Linked DNA regions of Sus scrofa: region 1 is linked to region 2. A link is a contact called in public Hi-C data. All regions are on one chromosome and are shown on one strand. The core of a region is the stretch at or near the end of the contact, and the rest is flanking DNA. Distances in the headings are between cores, read along the strand shown.

The links. A called contact is a pair of places that touch in the nucleus more often than the background predicts.
Region 1: a contact with region 2 is called in a Hi-C map of heart right ventricle, with 2.9 times the contacts expected there. The contact joins the promoter of ELOVL4 here to the promoter of BCKDHB in region 2. A contact is called at or near these places in 2 of 5 promoter capture datasets (fetal liver and liver) and 2 of 47 Hi-C or Micro-C datasets (heart right ventricle and psoas muscle).

The regions. Positions count from the first base shown.
Region 1 is chr1:86,161,838-86,165,433 of Sscrofa11.1, forward strand. ELOVL4 (elongation of very long chain fatty acids protein 4) reads left to right here and starts at 2,008. Exons shown (of 6, transcript XM_021092107.1): 1 at 2,008-2,467. The coding sequence starts at 2,368.
Region 2 is chr1:86,016,189-86,020,041 of Sscrofa11.1, forward strand. It overlaps BCKDHB (branched chain keto acid dehydrogenase E1 subunit beta), which reads right to left and starts at 1,391. Exons shown (of 10, transcript NM_001123219.1): 1 at 1,184-1,391. The coding sequence starts at 1,391.

The DNA of each region.
Region 1 (3,596 bases), core at 758-3,257, 150 kb after region 2:
AAGATGCGAAGGTTTTGTGTGTGTGAATGGGAGTGAGGGTGGGGATTTGTTCTACATAAAAAGCATCCCGGGTCTCACAATATATAAGTAGTAATCAATTTGCTAGATGAAGTTCAAACTAATCTGATCCTTGGCTAGGCCATCTACTCAAGTGCATAATCATTACCTGCTCTCCAAATATAGACACTTGACTAGATTTTTTTAAAATATAGTTAATAGCTTTTAGAATATGACTGATACACATAACTTTGGGTTGAGACTTGAGAAACTATAATTTCAATCCAAAAAGCCTTTAAGCTAGTAAATATATTTGATAAATAACATTGTATTTGGTTAATTTCAAAGAAAATAGAGCATTTAATAAAGACTCTGGTTACTTGTGATCAAATAAATCAGTTACTTTTAATTATCTCTTCTTTCTGTAAAGTGTCTGCCATTTATAATAGCCCTTTTTTAATGCTCTCAAAAATGTTATCCTTTTGACATCATGATAGATATTTATCAATTATTATTTATAGCACTGGGGTAGGTCCTCAACAAAGAACCCAAAATAATTCTTATCCTCTAGGATGCTTCCCCTAGGAAATAAAGTCAAAGAACATATAACCAGTCAACTGGAAAATAAATAAATAACTATGACGAATTATCTTAAGAGTGTCAAAGAGCAGAAGAAATCAACCTGCACTTCCTGGCCTTTAAATGGAGCATCCTAAACCAACAATTGGATAAAAGGTTACGCAAAAAGTAGGTGACATGCTTAAATACAAGTAGGCAAAATGTTATTGGGCTGTTCTCAAAGCTCTTGCTCTATGTCAGAAACTATCAAATTATGAACCGTTTGTAGCCTAGTGTAGTTTTGCTACTTTTCAGGATCCACTTTTCAAGGGTAGGATTATCTTGCTGCTTCCCCTCCTCTTATTACTATCCAAATACCTTTTTTTTTTCCTTTTTTTTGTCTTTTTAAGGCCACACCTGGGGACACGGAAGTTCCCGGGCTAGGGGTTAAACCCCAGCTGCAGACGCTGGCCTGTGCCACAGCCAGAGCAACACAGAATCTGAGCGCTTCTGAAAACTAAAACACAACTCACCACACCACAGCTCAAGCAACCCACTGAGTGAGGCCAGGGATAGAACCCGAGTCCTCACGGACACTAGTAGGATTCTGTACCGCTGATCCACGACGGGAACTCTCAAACACTTTTTTTTTAATTAAAAAAATATTTTCCCCTCTTTCGCCTAGCGTATCTCGTTTCCTGAGCAGATAATGTCAGATTCACCACAACCCCTTCAGGTGCAAGCAGACTTTAACTGTAAGGCCTCTCTCTTCTTTGAACTCCTAATGACTTTATTTAACTATTATAAACTCATTTAACAAACATGGCTTTGACTATTTTCCACCTTAACAGGGGCTGCTGAACTCATGCAACATTCATCAAATTATTTGCTAATTTGTAAATGAGTGGACCCCAAAGTCCATTCTCCATCACTGTTGCTTGAAAATAAATATCCCCTTACCAATTTTAAGGGATGACTTGTGTTACTTCCTTTCATGGTGACAAGCCCTTGCAGGTGTAATGGAAGGAGGCAGAACCCAAGGAAAATTGACGTGAACTACAGGTAAGGCCCAAAGCACGTCGCTACCCTCTTCTGGCCCACAAAACACCTTTTCCTGTCCAGTTCCCTAGGACGCATCCCAGGCGGATGCGAGGTCACCCGTGGGAAAGCGGCGGGTTCCTCCGCAGGGGCCTGCTGGGAGAGGGGGGCGGGGAAGGGGCCTGGGGTGACCCGGGGGAGACGACAAGGGGCAGTCGCCGGGTCTCGATCTGCGCTCCCGCGAAAGCAGAGGTGGATCAGGAAGAAGGGTGCGGGGCGGCCTGCGCCTGCGCAGCCCTGGCTCCCGTCGCCCCCCTACCTCCGCCCCCTGTTCCCCAAGCTGCAGCATCCCTGCGCAAGAGTCCCCGCACGCGGGCGGGAGGAGGGGCGCGCCGGCCCTCCGCCCCGCGCGCGCGGCCACGTGACGCCGGCGGAGGAGATTGGAGCGGCGGCGGCGCGCGGCGGCAGACTGGTGCAGCGCCTGGCGCTCACGGAGGGATCTCTTCCTCCTCCTCCGCCACTCCCCCCACCCCCCTCCTGCTCCTCCTTCTGGAGCTTTGACGGTACCTTCTCCTCTGCCCGGCTCGCCGCCGCCGCCGCCGCATCCCCCAGCACCGCGGCGCGCAGAGGAGGAGGGGAAGACGCAGCTGGGCCTCCACCGTTAGAGGGGTCCCCGGCTGCCGCTCGGTCGGTCGACCGGCGCCTCCGAGATCACCCTCCAGCGGGGTCTCCACTCCCTCCTCCCAACGCCGCCGGCGCCCGCTGGCCGCAGCGATGGGGCTCCTGGACTCGGAGCCGTGCAGCGTCCTGAACGTAGTGTCCACGGCTCTCAACGACACTGTGGAGTTCTACCGCTGGACCTGGTCCATCGCAGGTAAAGCCGCTGGCTTCCCATCCTCGCCCGGCCCTGCGGGAGACAGGAGCACCCGGCCCGGCAGCCCCCTGCCTCCTGCGGCTGTTGGGATGCTGCGAGTCGGAAGAGGTGCCGGGCGCGGGGACCATGATCGGGAGCTGGTTAATCGGATCCGAACGTTAAGGCTTCCCCCTCCCCCCGACGCTTGCACGGTTTTCCCCTGCGCTTCCACCATCTCCGATCAGATTCTCGGATGCAGGAGCTGACATGCCAGATGGAGCCTGTGCTGCTGCTGAGAGCTAGTCGCGGGCCCGCCCCACCCTGTAGTCCCACATCTCCCGAGCTCATCTGACAGTTCTAACTTACGCACTGGGATGGGTTTTAACCTTTAGTAATGTTCCCTACAGTGGCTCGGGGAGGGAAAAGGGCCCAGGGGTCGCTGTCCTTTAGCTTCTTTGGCCTCCTGGTTGCTTTGCCGCACCTGCTAGTATTTTCTTGTGTAGCTCATCTATCTGTAGTATGATTTGGAATGAAAAGTAAAAAGCCATTGTTTGGCTCCTGGAACCTTGGAGAAGCTTAGTTTCTGAGGCTTTTTTCAACAGCCAGTATGTTTGAAGTGATTGTGATGGCTTTGCGCAGTGCAGTGCAGTCGTGGGGAGGGGGGAGGCTAAAACACCGGGAAAGAAATGGGGAGTCTTTGGGAAGGGGGTCTCTACAGCATCACCTAGAGGTTGTCCCAGAAACCTACATGTGAGCAGTTTTCTTAAATGGGCAAACTTTTCCCTTTAGCCTTTGCAGTTGGACAGGGATGGTCAATTGGTTGAGTTCTGCAGCTCTTCTCAGGGGTAGCAATGTGATACTATTTTTATATGGTACCGTTTGTTTTCTTCATTTGCTTTAGTTACTTTGGGTCAAAGCCTTTACACTTTTTTGAGATAAACAATTAGTTAACAGGAATTTGATTTTATGATTTACCCTTTTCTGGTCCTTTTGCCTTGCATCCTAGCACGGGAGGAGATTAACATTTACACGTTATGACTGTGTTTCCCTTCCTCAGAAATGGAAATATATTTCTATAGTTTTGTGTTTGTTAAGAGTAAATGGGACCATGATGACAGCATGTATACAGTACGATACATGGGATAGAGGT
Region 2 (3,853 bases), core at 141-2,640:
AGAAAAAAACTGCTGTTCACCTTTAAGATGTCTTCTATTTCACAAAACAGGGACACCTCTTGGTAAGTTATTTCTACATGCAGTTTAGCAAGCTGTTTAGAATGGAAGTTGTGGAATCTAATTAGATTCCAAAGCTGAAGCTCTCACTGACTTACCAGGACAAACTCCTCAAGGACTCAGTTAACCTAACTGAAAATTGGGAATAAAAATACTACCCACCTCTGAAGGTTGCCCTAAGCATCAAATGAGATGATGACTATAAATTTCTCAGCCCAGTGCCTGTCTGTGGTAAACGCTCAATAAATGTTCATTCTCCTTATTTCAGAGGGAAAGACACACCTCCCAAAATGCCAGCTCTACCATTTGAGAAGTTAGTAGCCGAGGAAAAGGTCACCGTTTTCGTATTGTTTTCAGTATTCTAATGATAGGCACTGGATCTTTTGGAGAGTATGTAAAACTTGCAGAAAAAAACCGTAAAAGTCATGCAACTGCGTTCCCGCGAGGTGTGAGATGTGCTTGCTGTGGGTTTTTCTCGCGGCTGGAAGCACTGGATGGCTTCCTCCGCCGCTATCTGATACTGCTTCCCACTCCCAGAGTAGCACCCTTACCCAGCATCGGCTCAGTATCAAGCTCAGAGATGAAGCCTGGATTTTTCGCTTCTCTAGGAAGAACCTGTTTTGTGACCTTGAGAAATCAATTCAGTTACTTTAGTCCCTCAGTTTTCTCTTACCTGCTAAAAGTGGGGGAGACGGCGGCTTTTTCTTTCCTTTTAACATACTGCTGCCTATAGTTAGCGGCCCGGCCCTGAGCAAGCTGGGACAACTCCTAAGGCAAAGGCTGGGAAAGCAAGGATAGAATGGGAAAAGGGAGGCGTTTCCTGGCACCACCCCTCCACCCTCAGACCCTTGCAGACCCGGTGAAACCCCCTCACCCATTTCGAACGTGCCAAGAGACTGCCTCTCGAGAGCTGCACAGTCACAAAAATGGAGCAAGGAGGAAATCAGAGTCAGACCCTACGGTAGAAGAAGGCTCTAAAGAGGAGGACAGGGATTGTGCCGTGGTGCAAAGAAGTCAGCCTACGGGACCCCGCCCGGGACAGGCAGGGCCGTACTCGCTGGGACATTCCGCTGGCCTGGGAGTCTGGGCTGCAGCCGGAGCGGACAGGGCAGCCCCTATATCTCACCGTACTCCACGGTCTCCGGGTCGGGCTGGAAAGTGAAGTGAGCCACCTGCCGCTTCTGGGCCGCATCCCCGTCGGCTGAGGCAGGTTGCAGGAAGCCCCGCAGCAGCCCCCCGCCACTCAGGGGATGCCAGTGTCCCTCCACCCGGGCCACCCGGAGCCGCAGTAGCCGTCCCACAGCAACCGCCGCTGCCGCTGCCACTGCCGCCATCCCCACTCGCCGCCGATGTTTGCAGGCTACTCTGCCACCCTTTGCCGGCAGGGAGGGCGGAACACCAAGACGGCCCCCACATTGGGTGGGCCGAAGGGGCGGTCCCGGGAAGCAGACCAATCAGAGTTCGGAATTCGGGGGTGGGGAAGACGACGAGAAGACCCGGCGTCGTTCTCCCGTTGTGCGCATGCGGAAAGGGGGCTGGGGCGGGAGCGAGCGGGCAGGTGAGCTCCAATGAAATTGTTCCCGGAGGTGGAGTCTTCCCAAGGTCTGCTGCTTGGGGCAGGGCCGCAGATCTGGTCTGCAAAGTTCCACGCTGTGCCTGGGTTTGTTCCTTTCCTGTGTCGTCTGCCTAATGCATTCAGATAGCTTTTTCATTTTAAGATTTATATGTCCTTTTGAAATGAAACCCTTTTAAATCCTCTCCTGTTCTTTACCTCTATTATTCTATTGATTGGTATTGGTTATTGGTTTTTTGAGTTTCAGACGGCTGTGAGAAGCTCTGTTCTAACCCTGAGCTCTTTATTCAAACCCTTCTAAAGTGCTTAATAAGTATGTATAGATTTTTACTGGTTTTGTTTTTCTGGATTTAAGTGACAGTGAAAGAGGTAAACTTAAGAGTTCACCCCGCAAACCCACTTTACAGGAATTCAGTTGCGTTTTTGCCCAGGTGCAGCAAAAATGACCTGAAGAGCTTAGAAACCTGGAGAAATTGAGAATCCATTCATTTACATTTAAAATAATCAACTTTGTAAATTTTCCTGTTAAAAATCCAAATGTTTAAGAGGATACCTTCTCTGTTCATGAATTTACACATTATAGTAAAATATGATTAGAGACAAGGGTGAAAGTGTTTCCATCAGATGAGGGTGGGAAGGTAGGAAAAGAATGGCCCAAAACAGAATTTGAAGAAGAGAGAGGGAAAGAATGAAGGCGAAGGAGCAGGAGAACGAATTTCCCCTTATGCTCTTTCTGGCCATCCAGCCCATCCTTGGTTTTACAAAGAGGCAGAGGAAAAGAGAGAGGAAATGGGGTGAGAGGAAAGGCAGAAATGCACCAGCTGCATGTTTTCTGATTGGGTTTGAGAAGCAGGAATTCAAATCTGCCCAAAGGAGGAAGTTCCCACATGGCCTAGCCGGTGAAGGATTCAGCAGCTGTCACTGGTTACCGCTGTGGCAAACTTGGATCCCTGGACTGAGAACTTTTGCATGCTGTGGATTCTGGCAGAATTTTTTTTTTTTTTTTTTTTTTTTTTTTTTTTTTTTTGTCTTTTTTGCTATTTCTTGGGCCGCTCCCGCGGCATATGGAGGTTCCCAGGCTAGGGGTCGAATCGGAGCTGTAGCCACCGGCCTATGCCAGAGCCACAGCAACGCAGGATCCGAGCCACGTCTGCAACCTTGCAACCTACACCACAGCTCACGGAAACGCCGGATCATTAACCCACTGAGCAAGGGCCGGGACCGAACCCGCAACTTATGGTTCCTAGTCGGATTAGTTAACCACTGTGCCACGACGGGAACTCCCTGGCAGAATTTTTTTAAATGCCCAAAGGAGAAACAAAAGTATATCTTCATTATTTCTACTCCATATCAAGCCCCCAAATTCAACATTTTGGGGATTTTTAATCTTGTCTTTTGTTGTGTTCACCTCCTCTGTTTCATGGTGTGTGTGTGTGTGTGTGTGTGTGTGTGTGTGTGTGTGTGTGTTTTATTTTTATGTGAATGAAGGGTATTTTTTATTTTATTGAATAAAGGAGAGGGGTAGCTAAATAAAATTATATTTACAAAGTCAAGTTTTAATTTTTAAGCAAAAAGAGGGCAAAGAGCAAGGATAAAAACAAATCAAACTGCATTTTCTCAGTTAGCTGATTGGGGAGCTAGAATGCTAAGATGATTTAGGCCTGGGGGAAAAGAGAAAAATTATAAAGGGACTGGTGAGAATTTATTGAACTTGTGCTATAAACTGAAGATAAACCACCATTGAAACAAATGTGTTCAAGATACAGTCTTGCTTTAAGGATGTCCAAATTAGTAGAGAAAGGAGAGCGATTACATAACAAGTACCCGGTCCAATGAAATAGGGGCCCTAGGAGTTCCTGTCATGGCTCAGTGGTTAACGAATCCAACTAGGAATCATGAGGTTTGCGGGTTCAATCCCTGGCCTTGCTCAGTAGGTTAGGGATCCGGCATTTCCATGAGCTGTGGCATAGGTTGTAGATGAGGCTCAGGTCCCACGTTGCTCTGGCTGTAGTGTTAGGCCAGTGGCTACAGCTCCGATTGGACCCCTAGCCTGGGAACCTCCATATGCCGCAGGTGCGGCCCTAGAAAAAAACAAAAAGACAAAAAAAGAAAGAAAAGAAAAGAAATGTAAATAAAATGAAACACACAGACAGGGATCAATTATGAGGTTGGGATTAACATATGCACACTACTGTATATAAAATAGATAAGTAACAAAGACCT